Linked DNA regions of Anas platyrhynchos: region 1 is linked to region 2. The links are chromatin contacts, called in public Hi-C maps. All regions are on one chromosome and are shown on one strand. The core of a region is the stretch at or near the end of the contact, and the rest is flanking DNA. Distances in the headings are between cores, read along the strand shown. Region 1 overlaps ATF3 (activating transcription factor 3). Region 2 holds the start of LOC101789646 (left-right determination factor 2).

What was found. A called contact is a pair of places that touch in the nucleus more often than the background predicts.
Region 1: a contact with region 2 is called in a Hi-C map of subcutaneous adipose tissue, with 2.8 times the contacts expected there. The contact joins the enhancer-like site here to the promoter of LOC101789646 in region 2. A contact is called at or near these places in 4 of 8 Hi-C or Micro-C datasets (F1 follicle, liver, skeletal muscle and 1 more).

What each region holds. Positions count from the first base shown.
Region 1 is chr3:20,369,653-20,375,698 of IASCAAS_PekinDuck_T2T, reverse strand. ATF3 (activating transcription factor 3) reads right to left here. Exons shown (of 4, transcript XM_027453696.3): 4 at 5,125-6,046. Among named protein-coding and RNA genes, the nearest start is that of ATF3, 11 kb to the right of the region's middle. Within about 2 kb of position 4,533, at least 1 of the 8 cell types and tissues checked has an H3K27ac peak or open chromatin away from gene starts, as enhancers often do. A contact at or near this core is called in subcutaneous adipose tissue, where this site is marked.
Region 2 is chr3:20,299,131-20,304,764 of IASCAAS_PekinDuck_T2T, reverse strand. It overlaps LOC101789646 (left-right determination factor 2), which reads left to right and starts at 1,519. Exons shown (of 6, transcript XM_013094953.5): 1 at 1,519-1,941.

The DNA.
Region 1 (6,046 bases), core at 3,284-5,783, 68 kb before region 2:
GCTGAGGTGTACTGGTGACTTAGTCAAATGTGGGATTGTACCTACTATGTCCTGGGTCCCTTTGTCTCAGAAAACACTTGTCCCTTGAGCCAGTTCTTCTCCAAGAGGATTTTCTGAGGCCTGATGCCCACCTTTGGTTCCCAGGCACCTTGGGAATGGTGCCTGAGCTCTGAGTGCTCAGGACTCAGTGACACAGGAGAAAGATACGCGGTTTGTACCTCAGAATGGGAGGGTGATGGGCTGCACACGAAGGGCTCCTACACAAAGGTGCCTGAGGTTAAGAGCCAACACCACTTAGTAGCATTATTTGTCTTTTTACAGATGCTGCTAATAGTCCTCTTCTTAACTTCTGCTTAGATTGCTTTTGCTGCTGTGGTCACAGGGTCCAGGAGGACCTCAGGAGCTAGAAATGTTTGTTCAGAAAGAAGATATAGTCCTTCGTTTAGTTTGTTATTACCTTTTGCTTTATTCTCATCCATGGCTTCTGCCACAGTGACCTATTCTGGCCTAAGCAAGTTTATTTTATCTCCTTTCAGATGTTTTTACACTTTTGTCTGTGGTAAAGAGGATTCAAACATGTATTGCAAAAAAAGACTTCATCTCTCACATTGACTAAAAACATTACCAAAGCATTCACTTTCCCAAATGCATCTATGACAATTTATTTATTTATTTATTGTTATTTATTTATTTATTTGCAGTGTAGTTATAAATTACATGATACCTTTGTGCTGCACAGAATTTCAGATTCGGTGTAGTCCTTTGCAAACCTTTTGGAACACTAAATGTGTGAACACCTGTTCAGCTGGGTTTGTACCTGCAGTTTTCTTTTACAAATAGCTCCTGGGTGAGATTATCCGTGAACCTATGTACTTGGCAGTAGGAATCTTACGTCTATTTGGTGAGCATTTTTTTGTGGACACTTCCTTGAAAGCTTCTGTTCTTGTTTCATACAGAACTGTGCAAACTATCACACACACGGAGAATTAAAAATGTGATATGTTATCTTATTTGGAAATACTTGGTCACACAATTAGAAGATATTTCATCATTCATGTGTAAGATAGCAGAGTTGAACTTCTGCTTGCACTCTCAACAATGGCATTTCCTGCTTTTGAATACGTATTTGTGCAACTTAATATTTGCTTTAGCTTCCTGCAGAATAGTTTCTCTTCTCTTTAAGGAAACTATTGAGTTGTTGCTATAAACCAGCTTTGGAACATTCTGTACATTTGAGTAACAACTTCTAGAAAGATGGGAGGGGGAGGGTAAGTGCACAGAGGGGCAGGAGAGTCTAAAATGTTTCAAAGAAATTCATATAAAAGTAACAGGAGATAAATGTAAAACACTTTTTTGCTGTTTTTACCTTGATGCAGAGGGACATGGTAGTATTTGAAAGACAAGTAATTCTTAAAATTAATCTCTCCTTTCTCTTGCTATTAATTCTAAGGATTTTTTTCTTTGAACTTAGTATTGGTAACCCTTCAGAATTAGCACTCATTACTGGTTTCTCTAGTCACCCTTTCCTTGGTCTGAGGATGGTTCTGCTGTCAGCAAAGGAATGTGGTATGACCAAATCCAGACATTCAAAAACCCTGTTTAAAAGAGTCTCCCCTTCACCAGCAAACAAACAAGCCCCAAATTCCCAGAATATTTGTTCCTAAACACGAAATGCTAACAATCTAATGCACTGAATACAATTTATTTTCTCTTGGTTTCTGAACAACTTAGTATACACAAGCAATATTTCTAAGGCTTTTCCTAAAGTCATGAGGAATGAGGTTCTCATCCAATAAAATGCTTCCCAGATCTGGGGCTTCAAGAATGCATGATAAAACCACAGGAATCTGCTACAAATGTGGGAGTTACAAGCCCTTTGTGATTCAGTGTTGACGGCTGTAGTAGATTAAAACAAGTGAAGAAGTTCTCACCATGCTGGCTTCAGAGAGTGATGCTTACCCAAGCCAGGGGAGAAAGAATCTCTATTTCAGCCAGCAAAAGTTAGCTGCACTCCATTCAGCAGGCGGACTATTGCATACTCAGTTTTTCCCCAATTATTTTCTCTTACTCTGATCTCAACTCTTAACCAAGCAATTGTCAATGGATTGAGAATTTTGACTGCAATATCTGTTTGGATAAAATCACTGAGTGAATTGCACACATGCTCTTCTTTTCTGAGGTATCTTTGCCTTAGTTGGCCAGGATGGATGTCATAAAGTCACAGAATCACAGAATGGTTTGAGTTGGAAGGGGTAAGCATTGACCCTTCCAGTTCAAGGATGAGCAGCTGTCAGGTGGAGCTGCAAGGAGTCGGGTCAAAACAAACAAAAAGAATAGTTTTCTCATCAGTAGTGACATCCCTATGGAACTTGCCATCAAATGTACTGCAGATGTTGGTGTTGTAGATGAGAAACTGGGCAAATACTTGAGAGAAAGACCTGACAAGGGTTACTATCTGAAGGAATCATGTCAAGCTTGTGTGACTGCTAAGCTGAAAACAAACTGTGGGAAAGCACCCAGGGGAAGTATACTTGCCCTGTTCTTGTTCTTCCCTGTTCTTGGTCACTGCTGTAGAAATAAATTGGGTCAGGAAGGACCTTTGGGCTGAACCTGTGGCGCTGCTTGTAGAGAAGCCAGGCAGCTACCCAGCAGGCAGTTCCGGGACATATGCTGACCTGAGGAGCTGAAGGATACCCGAGCTGGTGTAAATGAGCTACCTCAGATGCCAGGAGCAGCCATTCCTCTGGCTGCATGGAGGGCTCATCCTCCCAGTGCCATCAATTAGCCTGTGCCGAGTTTCTTGCTGTCATCGCTGGGCTGTGCCCAGTACTAAGCCAGCTTGTATAGAAGTCTTGCTATACCACACTATTTGCTGCGTGGACATACCCACAATCTAAGTGGATACAGTGGTGCACCAATTTTTTTGGTGTGGTCTGCAAATATAAAGCTGCTAAATTCTCAAAAGTAGGGAAAAGGATTCCAGCTTCAAGTCTCATTTTATTTCCATTTCCTATTTACTCTTTTCACAGGTTTAATAATTTATTTTTCTGTGTGTCAGCTCTAGTATGCTTAGCTTGGAATCTGAAAATCATTAGCTTTTTTTTTTTTTTGGTTCACGCATCATTGTCAGCACTACTAAAGCCATGCAGCCTGAAATGATGCTGTATCAAGAATAGAATCTGGCATATTCTTTTTACACTGATGGCTCTGAAGATCTAATAGAAGTGAAAATTAGTAAATAACTATTTTTATCACTAAAGTCAGCAGTTGTGACTCAGAGTGTCCACTAGGGAAATGAACTTTGAGCAATAAGATTTTTTAAAAATATTGTCACTCTTCATCTTAACTACACTTCAGAAAGGAATGATGTCTGTTTCATAAACAAATCTGATATTGATGCCTTGATGAGCCAGTGAAGAATGTTACTAAGTATTTCTATGTAAATTAATATTCTTGAACATGATTTTCATCATGTGATTCTCAGGGTCTCCAGCTGGGGGCACTGGGCAAACATAGAAACATGGCAATGGCCAGAATGAATGAGACTAATACCTAGTCCTATGTATGTACTGCTCACCAGTTGAAGAAAAAAATGGATGAGACACAATTGCCATTCTGGATTTGGAGATGTGTGTATATATATATATACACACACACACATATATATATAAGATGACGTAGATTTAGTGTTTAAAACTCTTTTCTAACAACTGTACAGTTTTATGTTCATTACCCATATATCATCCAGTTTCTTTGGCAAAACTAATAATAGCTGTGACTTTAATGCCACCCCCTTAAGCAATAACTTCAGATTCTTGATGGGACCAGGCAGAAAAGTTATTTTACATTTAAATTTGTTACCGTTCCATTTCATTAAATGAATGTCTAGAGTGAATCCCTGGTTTTGCCTACCTCCAATGTTACACTCATTTACATCAAGAGAAGAGAGAGAAAAAAGTATATCTACCTTATTAGTGCACAGAGTAAAACTAAGCATGCTTTAAGGTTTTCATGGACCTGTACACACACAGATTTAGTGCCTAAAACAAGACCTAAGGAGAAGATACAAATTATTATTTAGTTCACGGAATATTAATTATTCTATTAGCAATATGTCATAAAGACCAGTCGCTTGTGTAACTGGATGATTTCAAATGATATCATCTAAGGAAAATATTGTAAAATACCAGTTCAGGAATTCATTACCCTAATTTTGTTGATAAGATTTTCTAAAATGAGACAGGCACATGATCTACAAATTTGCAAAATTGGAAGTGAATAAAGTATTCAAAACTAAAATTTGATAACAAGTATAGGAGAATGCATGAAATGGGGAATAAACATGTTGGCACTGCCGGTCTGTAAATGGATATACCGATAAGAATAAGTATTCAACATTGCCAGGTTTATAGTAGCCTAGATCTTCCTTCCAGCTGATATTTTTAACTAGATTTTGCAATAGTGCCGTGGATTTCCTGGTCCCTGGAGCTCCTGGCCTTCTATCTGACCTCTGTATTACAAGTTATGACTGCTTGCAAAGGACTGAAGCCAAAAGTTTTCGTCCACATCACCGGCTGTCAAAACACAGGGACTTCTGTCTGGGTGTAGATACTTAGTTTTGGAAAGGCAGGATAGAACATTTTGTTCATCTTTCCTCATGCTTCTCCACACACACACCCGCACGCACAAACACACACACACAGAAACAAGCCAAAGCCCTTTCTGTGCAGTACTGCTTTAGTATTTGCCATATAACCATAGAAAGCAATCAATAAAGCAGAAGTATTAAACCCTTTAAGTAATCAAAAAGCCGAAATAACTATCAGCTGGTGGGTTGCAAGGTTTAGAAGGATTCTGGAGTTCTAATTTCCAGTGCTTTAATCTAAGCCCTAGGACGCAAATGAGAAATTAGCTGGAATTCATGATCAACCTTGTAATAACAAAGCTTTGTTTACACCTTGACAATCAGTGAACAGTACCAGTTTCATTTGATGTTTATTGTTGAAAACCTACAAGATGTGTCTGCTTTTTTTTAAAAAAAAAATATATATATATAAATGTTCTTTAAGCAGATGAAGTTGCTCCTGCAACTGGAAGCTTAGAATGAATTAAATGACACATGAGTAAATATATATTAATTATTTTTTATTAAAGTATCAAAACAAACTTGAGAATAGAAAACAAACCACTTTTAATGCATTTTAAAGGTTCTCCTGAATAAAGTATACTTTTAGAAAACTCATGCAGCATACTGCTCCTGTCTAGCTGTTTAAACACGCTATTGTGGACATAGTCAAATTACCTTGAGTACCATCATTTTACAGCAGCGTGCAGGAGCACGCATGCACACACACACATACACACAGTAGAAAGCAGCTGTGTCTGCACATGTAAAGAAATAAAAATACATTATCTTCTGACAATAGTAGTGGTACCATATTAACATCTGGCATGCTAAGTACATAACATCAAGCAACATAAGCATGACGCCTGCGTCAACAGTGATACAGTTAAAAGCAACCATACAAATTCCCTAACGGAGAGACACGAATTCTGTCATCATATTCTAGTCTCTGTGGTAACGCTTTATAACAGTACAGGAGGCAAACTCTTGTCTGCTGGTATTTGACGCACTGAAGGCAAAGCCGAGGTGTACGATACCACAATGACACCTCAGTTTTGTACTCCCATAGAGAAGTCAAATACCAATGAAAATCATTTGGCGAGTTTACTGTTAACACACTTCATGTAAATCTGTTGTCTGACAAACAACTGGCCCAACTCCCCGTGAAACTTTCCCTCTGAGCCAGTGAAATTGCAGCAGAGGCTCCAAACTCTGCCTACAGGACATTAAAAAAACTCTCATTGAAGTCAATGGCAGCTCCTTCCAACATACAGAAAGAAAATGGATTCTCAGGACAGAATCAGACCTGGTGTGTTGTCTTTTTAATACATTCACTTTTCAGATACATGAAGTACATATCTTTTAAACACGATATAGGACATTACAATATATCCAGATCTTAGGAAAATCTACTAAGAAGTT
Region 2 (5,634 bases), core at 270-2,769:
GCGGTCAGATTACCATGGGGACTGAATTTTCATAAAAAGCCCTGTTGGTGAAGCCTCCCCAGGTCACGCACTTATGTCTGCTGTCCACCTGACCATGCTTGCTCAGAGCATAATGCCATGTGTTCCAGAAGTGGTGCTGCAAAAAGGAGGTTCAGATATCACAATATTGAGTTCTCTATCCAAAATTTTCACCAGTGTGCCTTCCATACTAGTATACCAGCAGAAATCAAAACTAAATCTCAGTTTTCTGATTTTTTTTTTTTTTTTGAAGCAGGTCTTCCTCTTTCTTAATTTTATGCATTTTGCCTCTGCAACTGAGACTCCTGCATATTTGGAAGATGTATCACATTTTTATTTGAAAATGTTGAATAATTTTGTTTCTTATTTTAGAATAGGGTGTGGTAAAAGATGGGATGATATGAGTGTTGATGGAACTATACCATCTAGCTATAGACGTTGGTGTTACTAAAGATTACTCTCCAGGAGTCGAGCACGCTGCATGTTTTGCAGTGAGCACTCAAATTTGTTCAGCACTCAGAAGCAGTAGCCAGCCGGAGGTGATAAACAAAAATTGTGATTAGAGCATATGTCCTTGCTTCCTTATTTTAAATCAGATGCCTTCCAAGGGTAGGGCCCTCAGTGAAATTTTACCCTCGGACTTCCTCTTGCATTCCTGAAATAAAATTATTGCAGCTGAAGGCTCTCCTATCTGCAGCAGATATGACCAGCAAAACCAGTGTTTCCTTAATACATATATGTTGTAATAAAACCTTTTTATTATTATTATTAATTTTGTTTTAGTAATATTCCCACTTAGACCTGCCCCAGGCTAAAGAAGGAACCAGAAGTAAAGAATTATTTCTTTCCATAAGTTTTATTATGTAGAGAACTGAAATACTGATAGATGATGAGTAGAGAGGGAGAGAAAGACCTGACAGAATTCAACTGCACCTATTCCCTCACAGGCTTACAGTCTGTCTTGTAACTGAGGAAGGAGAGGAACAGTAACCAAAAGAAACTAGAATGTACAAATAACTTTAAATAGAGGTTTTTCTTCCCTTAGTTACTTTGTGCTCTGTTTAAAGTGGACATCTTACTACATAAATTTCACCTATTATTTTCCAGTGACAGAGACTCAAAACCCAGTGATGACTGAGTGTCACACGTTTGACCTGTGGTTGGAATTATTTGGTCGAGATCATGTTGCTAAAGAAATCTTTAGATCTCATGAATGCATAAGAACATCAAGTTCCTTCCAGAATAAAGATCACAGAAGGACTTTGTGCAAAAACAAGTACAGTCCTACTGTAGCAGCAGTATTTTACTTGACATGACCAGTGCAGAAGAGTACTAAGAGTCCCAGTGATGGAGCCACAGTTTTTCTGAATCCGGACTTGTTTGGATGTTTTGATAGAGAAAATGAAATTGTCACATGGTTGCTGATTACATAGTGAGTGAATTGTTTCTAACTACGTGTGCTCGGGGAGATAGACTCAGCAGCTGGGAAATCCCCAGCATGTGACTGGTACAGCTGTGTCTGATAGCCTGATTAAGCCTTACTGCGGACCTGAGGATTTCACCGGGTTGCATCTGTACCTGTGGGTGTCTGCCTGTTGCAGCATTCAAGAAACTGCCAAATGTCTTTCAGTTTGCATCAGCTTTTGAGTGCCTGAGCTCCTTGAGCTGTGCTAATCTTTTGCTGATAAAGCAATGAGGAAATAGAGTCCCAAGTGCAGGGAGGAAGAATTTTTCTCTTCAAGGGTGACTATGGTATCTTTCAGTCATCTGCATAGGTGCCATGCTGCTAAAGGGCATAAATAAATGCTTAGGAAAAGCAGAAGCTGGGACTTCTGCTTTTCTTCAGGCTATTTTTATGCTTATCCATCTGCATCTTGTTCCTGTGTTTTCTCCCCCTGTGGCATCTTGTCAGCAATCGAGATGGTAAGTTGTTTGGGACAGGAGCTTTTTGTTACTCTGATATGGTGCCAAGGGTAAGAAGATTTGATTCCCTGTGGGGCTTGTAGTATCTTCTGTAATATAGATCTGTGATTTCGGCTAAGAGTTCATTGGGTGACTCATTCTGACCTGGTGCGTTGTCTCCAGCGTCAGCGCTTCAGGCAAAGTGTCCCACGTTCACATGGGCAAAGGGAGACAGATGTTGCGTGGCTGAGCAGTGACCCCTAGCAGGGCTGCAAAGCAGGCATCCTGCTGCGTGGCTGAAGGTGAGCATCACCGATAATTGCAAAACATCACTCTGGTGACTTCACCTTTTAGTAGTCAGACTTTTTCACAATTCTGCCACTCCCTGGAGATTTGCTAGTGCGCAGTAAGCTTCACTGTCTCTCCCGGTTACGCACTCGTAGCACAGCCTGGCAGTGACCAGTCAGCTCTGTGACACTGCAAGAAACCATTGCTCCTTGGTTTTAGCATACTGATGATACAGTCCCTGCACTCTACTAAGAAATTATTCATATAGAACAGAATAATTCAGTTAGAAGGGACCTACAAAGACCATTGAATACAACTGCCTGACTGCACCAGGGCTTACCAAAAGTTAAAGCACATAAATGAGGGCACTGTCTGAGTGTTAGGTCAGAGGCTGGACTCGATGATCTTGAGGTCTCTTCCAACCTAGAAATTCTGTGATTCTGTAATGCTTCCAGGACACTGACAGGCGTGAGACACCAGCCACCTCTCTAGGAAGCCTGTTCCAGCGTTTGACTGCCCTCATGGTAAAAACATTTTTCCTAATATCTGATTTAGGGGGAAAAAATGCATCGAAGCACCATTTTACAAAGTCTTCTATCTTATGGGGGGGAAAAAAACGCACAAATTTTCACTGTAAAGTATATGCAAGATGGTGTCACTTAATAATACATTTAGCCTTTTGCTTCTCAGATTTATCATAAGTTTATTTAAATGCATGATGTCCTGGTAGAAGCTGTAACAGCTCTGGTCTTTCTCTTCCATCTCAACTCTGCTGATCGTGGGCTGGATTGTAATGGTGCTGCTTTGATCGTCCTGCCAAAGCCTTGCAAAGTGTTTAAAGCATGTTTTCCTCCTGAGGCATGCTACCTTACATTTTCTGAGACCAAGGAGGGCTGATGTTTAGCAATTGTTTCAAAAGGTGAAATGGGGAAAATATTGTTTGAGAGGGTTTGGGTCTATTTTGGGTTTATTTTTATTCCTGCAATTTGTCACACATTATGGTGTAAATGTCTGTGGTGAAATGCTGTAGCATGTTAGCTTTATCTTCCCTGATTGTAAATGTAAATGTTGTTTGTTGACAAAATTTAATGGTTTTACTCAGGGTTGCTTGTGCCCAGCTTTATGTTCTAAGTGGCAGAAAGATAGTTGTACAAACAAATGCAATTGCTTAAAAATATAGAACTATTCTATTTATAGATTGCTATATTCCATATTCATACTTTTTATATTAAAATAATAACCCCTTTATGAGGCCTTTAAAGGTACAATACTTCAGAAATCCGAATATTCTCTGCTATCACTCATTTCGTAATGAGGCACAACCTATGCCTTAGTCAATCTGATTAATTAATCAAAGGTTAGGGAAATTAATTAGTCAAATATTTGGTAGGGCATGTAGTAAAGATTAGCATAACAGAAGAAGAAAAGCAGCTATTATTATTCCCCCTATTAGTTGCTTCCTAATTTCTGTATGCTTTTTATATATATTCATCTGTGCTGTGTTTGAGGAAGTAATCAGGTAAAAGGTCAGAAAGGGTTTACGAAAGTGAATCACTGTACACGGGCAGTGTGTGTTCAGTGTGTTTGGACTGTGCCTACCTTTATTAGTTTGTTAGCCACTATAGCGCAGAACCTGACTTAAGAGATTCATTAGGTTGCAAATCAGTTGAGTAGATATGTTGTTGCAATGTAGCTGTATGGACTTGAATGGAAAATTATATAGTTCATTTAAATTCCACAGATAAGCCATCAGTCAGTGCTAATTTAGGCCATGTCCCCAGAATCTCTGAGTTGGAATTGAGATAAGAGATATTTGCGTGACAAAAGCGAGATGCAGGGAGCACGAGTATTGCTTTCTGATCATGAGATGGAGAATGTGCTCCCTTCCCAGTTTTCTGTGACTGAATGCAAGTGGTGTAGCCTAAGGACATGTTACCTCCCCAGATTTGTGTTAACGTGCATAAAATGAAGTTGGGGTTGGGGACAGGGCCTCTGTGACTGCTGGAAAGAGCCAGGGCAGCAGTCTCGGTCATGCTTTCCTGCCCTTGGCACTAGGTGTGGGGAAAGTGCCACAGCTGGAGTTAGGAGAGGGCAGGCAGGGAAAATCTGATGTAAAATTGCCACCAAAAATTGTAATCAGAGTGGTGGAAGAGTCTGGTTGTGTTTATGTGATTTTATTTTATTATTTTTTTTTTGCTTAAGTCTCCCAGGGCAAAGTTGACATATTTCTGCATGTTGCAGCCTGCTTAGTCATGTGTCTAATGTGCCTTGTTCTCTGTGACCACCAGCTTATATAATGCAGAGGGGTTTAACCAACCTCACATGCTTTACCACAGTGTGATGGGTCACTTGACAGTATGAAGAACACAATATGGTAATTGGGAAGTCTTTTCTTTCTTCTCCCTACCTCCAAAATAGACGAATTCGTACTTGTGGAAGAGCACCGTGCTAGTGTTTTTGGGAAGTGACGCTGCCTCTTTATCTGCAGAAGAGATGCAACACGTACTGTTACACTGCAGGCTTTCATCACGCCATCACACAGCATCTCAATTCTCACTTGGAAACGCAACTTTTAGGGCTGAAAAAGCAATTCAGGCCAGCTAAGGCACTTGCCCATTGTTAGTGTACCTTTTGGGTAAGGCTAAGAAACATTAAAACCAGAGAATTAATTCCCTGTAACATCAGACAGAGATATACGAAGATATCAGTACTGATGCCAATGTGAACCCTGTTCTGCTAGAGATGTTGCCTTGTACTTGAGACAGCCAGGATCCTTCTCATAAATCACATAGTCTGAACCTTTAAAACTGGAGATACAGCTCCACGTGCAGCTGTGGTGTAGGAAGGGGACTGCACAGGCAGGATAAACCATCACGTGCCTGGGTACTGCTATTTGGAGTGAAGGGGCGAGAGACGGTCGTATTAGCAACACCTGTAAATCTGCTTTAAAGTATTTGGAAACCAGATCCATGCTTAGGATCCTGTCTAAGAAAGCACCACAAAACTCCTGCATGGTACTTAACAGCTGAAAGCTAAGCAATTCCATTGATGCATTTCTGGACCGAGGCCTCTGGTTTCTTCCGACGAGTATAATTGCAGCTCCTCTGACCTTTAGTTGGCTTAATGCAGGCATCCAGGCTTGAAAGTTGTGCATTGTACTAAGGGAGTTCGAGTTTGGTTTTCTCTTACTACACCTACAAGTGGAATGCCAGTCTGATGTGCTCAGTAATGAAAATAAACACTGAGCAGAACAAATGGAAGCACTGTTGGACGCAAGGGCTCAGTATAACTTTGGCATCATAAAAAAAATCTTCAGGATGGCATTAGAAGATTTTTACTTTTATGTTTTTTAAGTTGAAATAAATTTATTTTTTAGCCTTTCCTCTTCAGGTGATATAAGATTAATATATATGGAACTGAATGGGT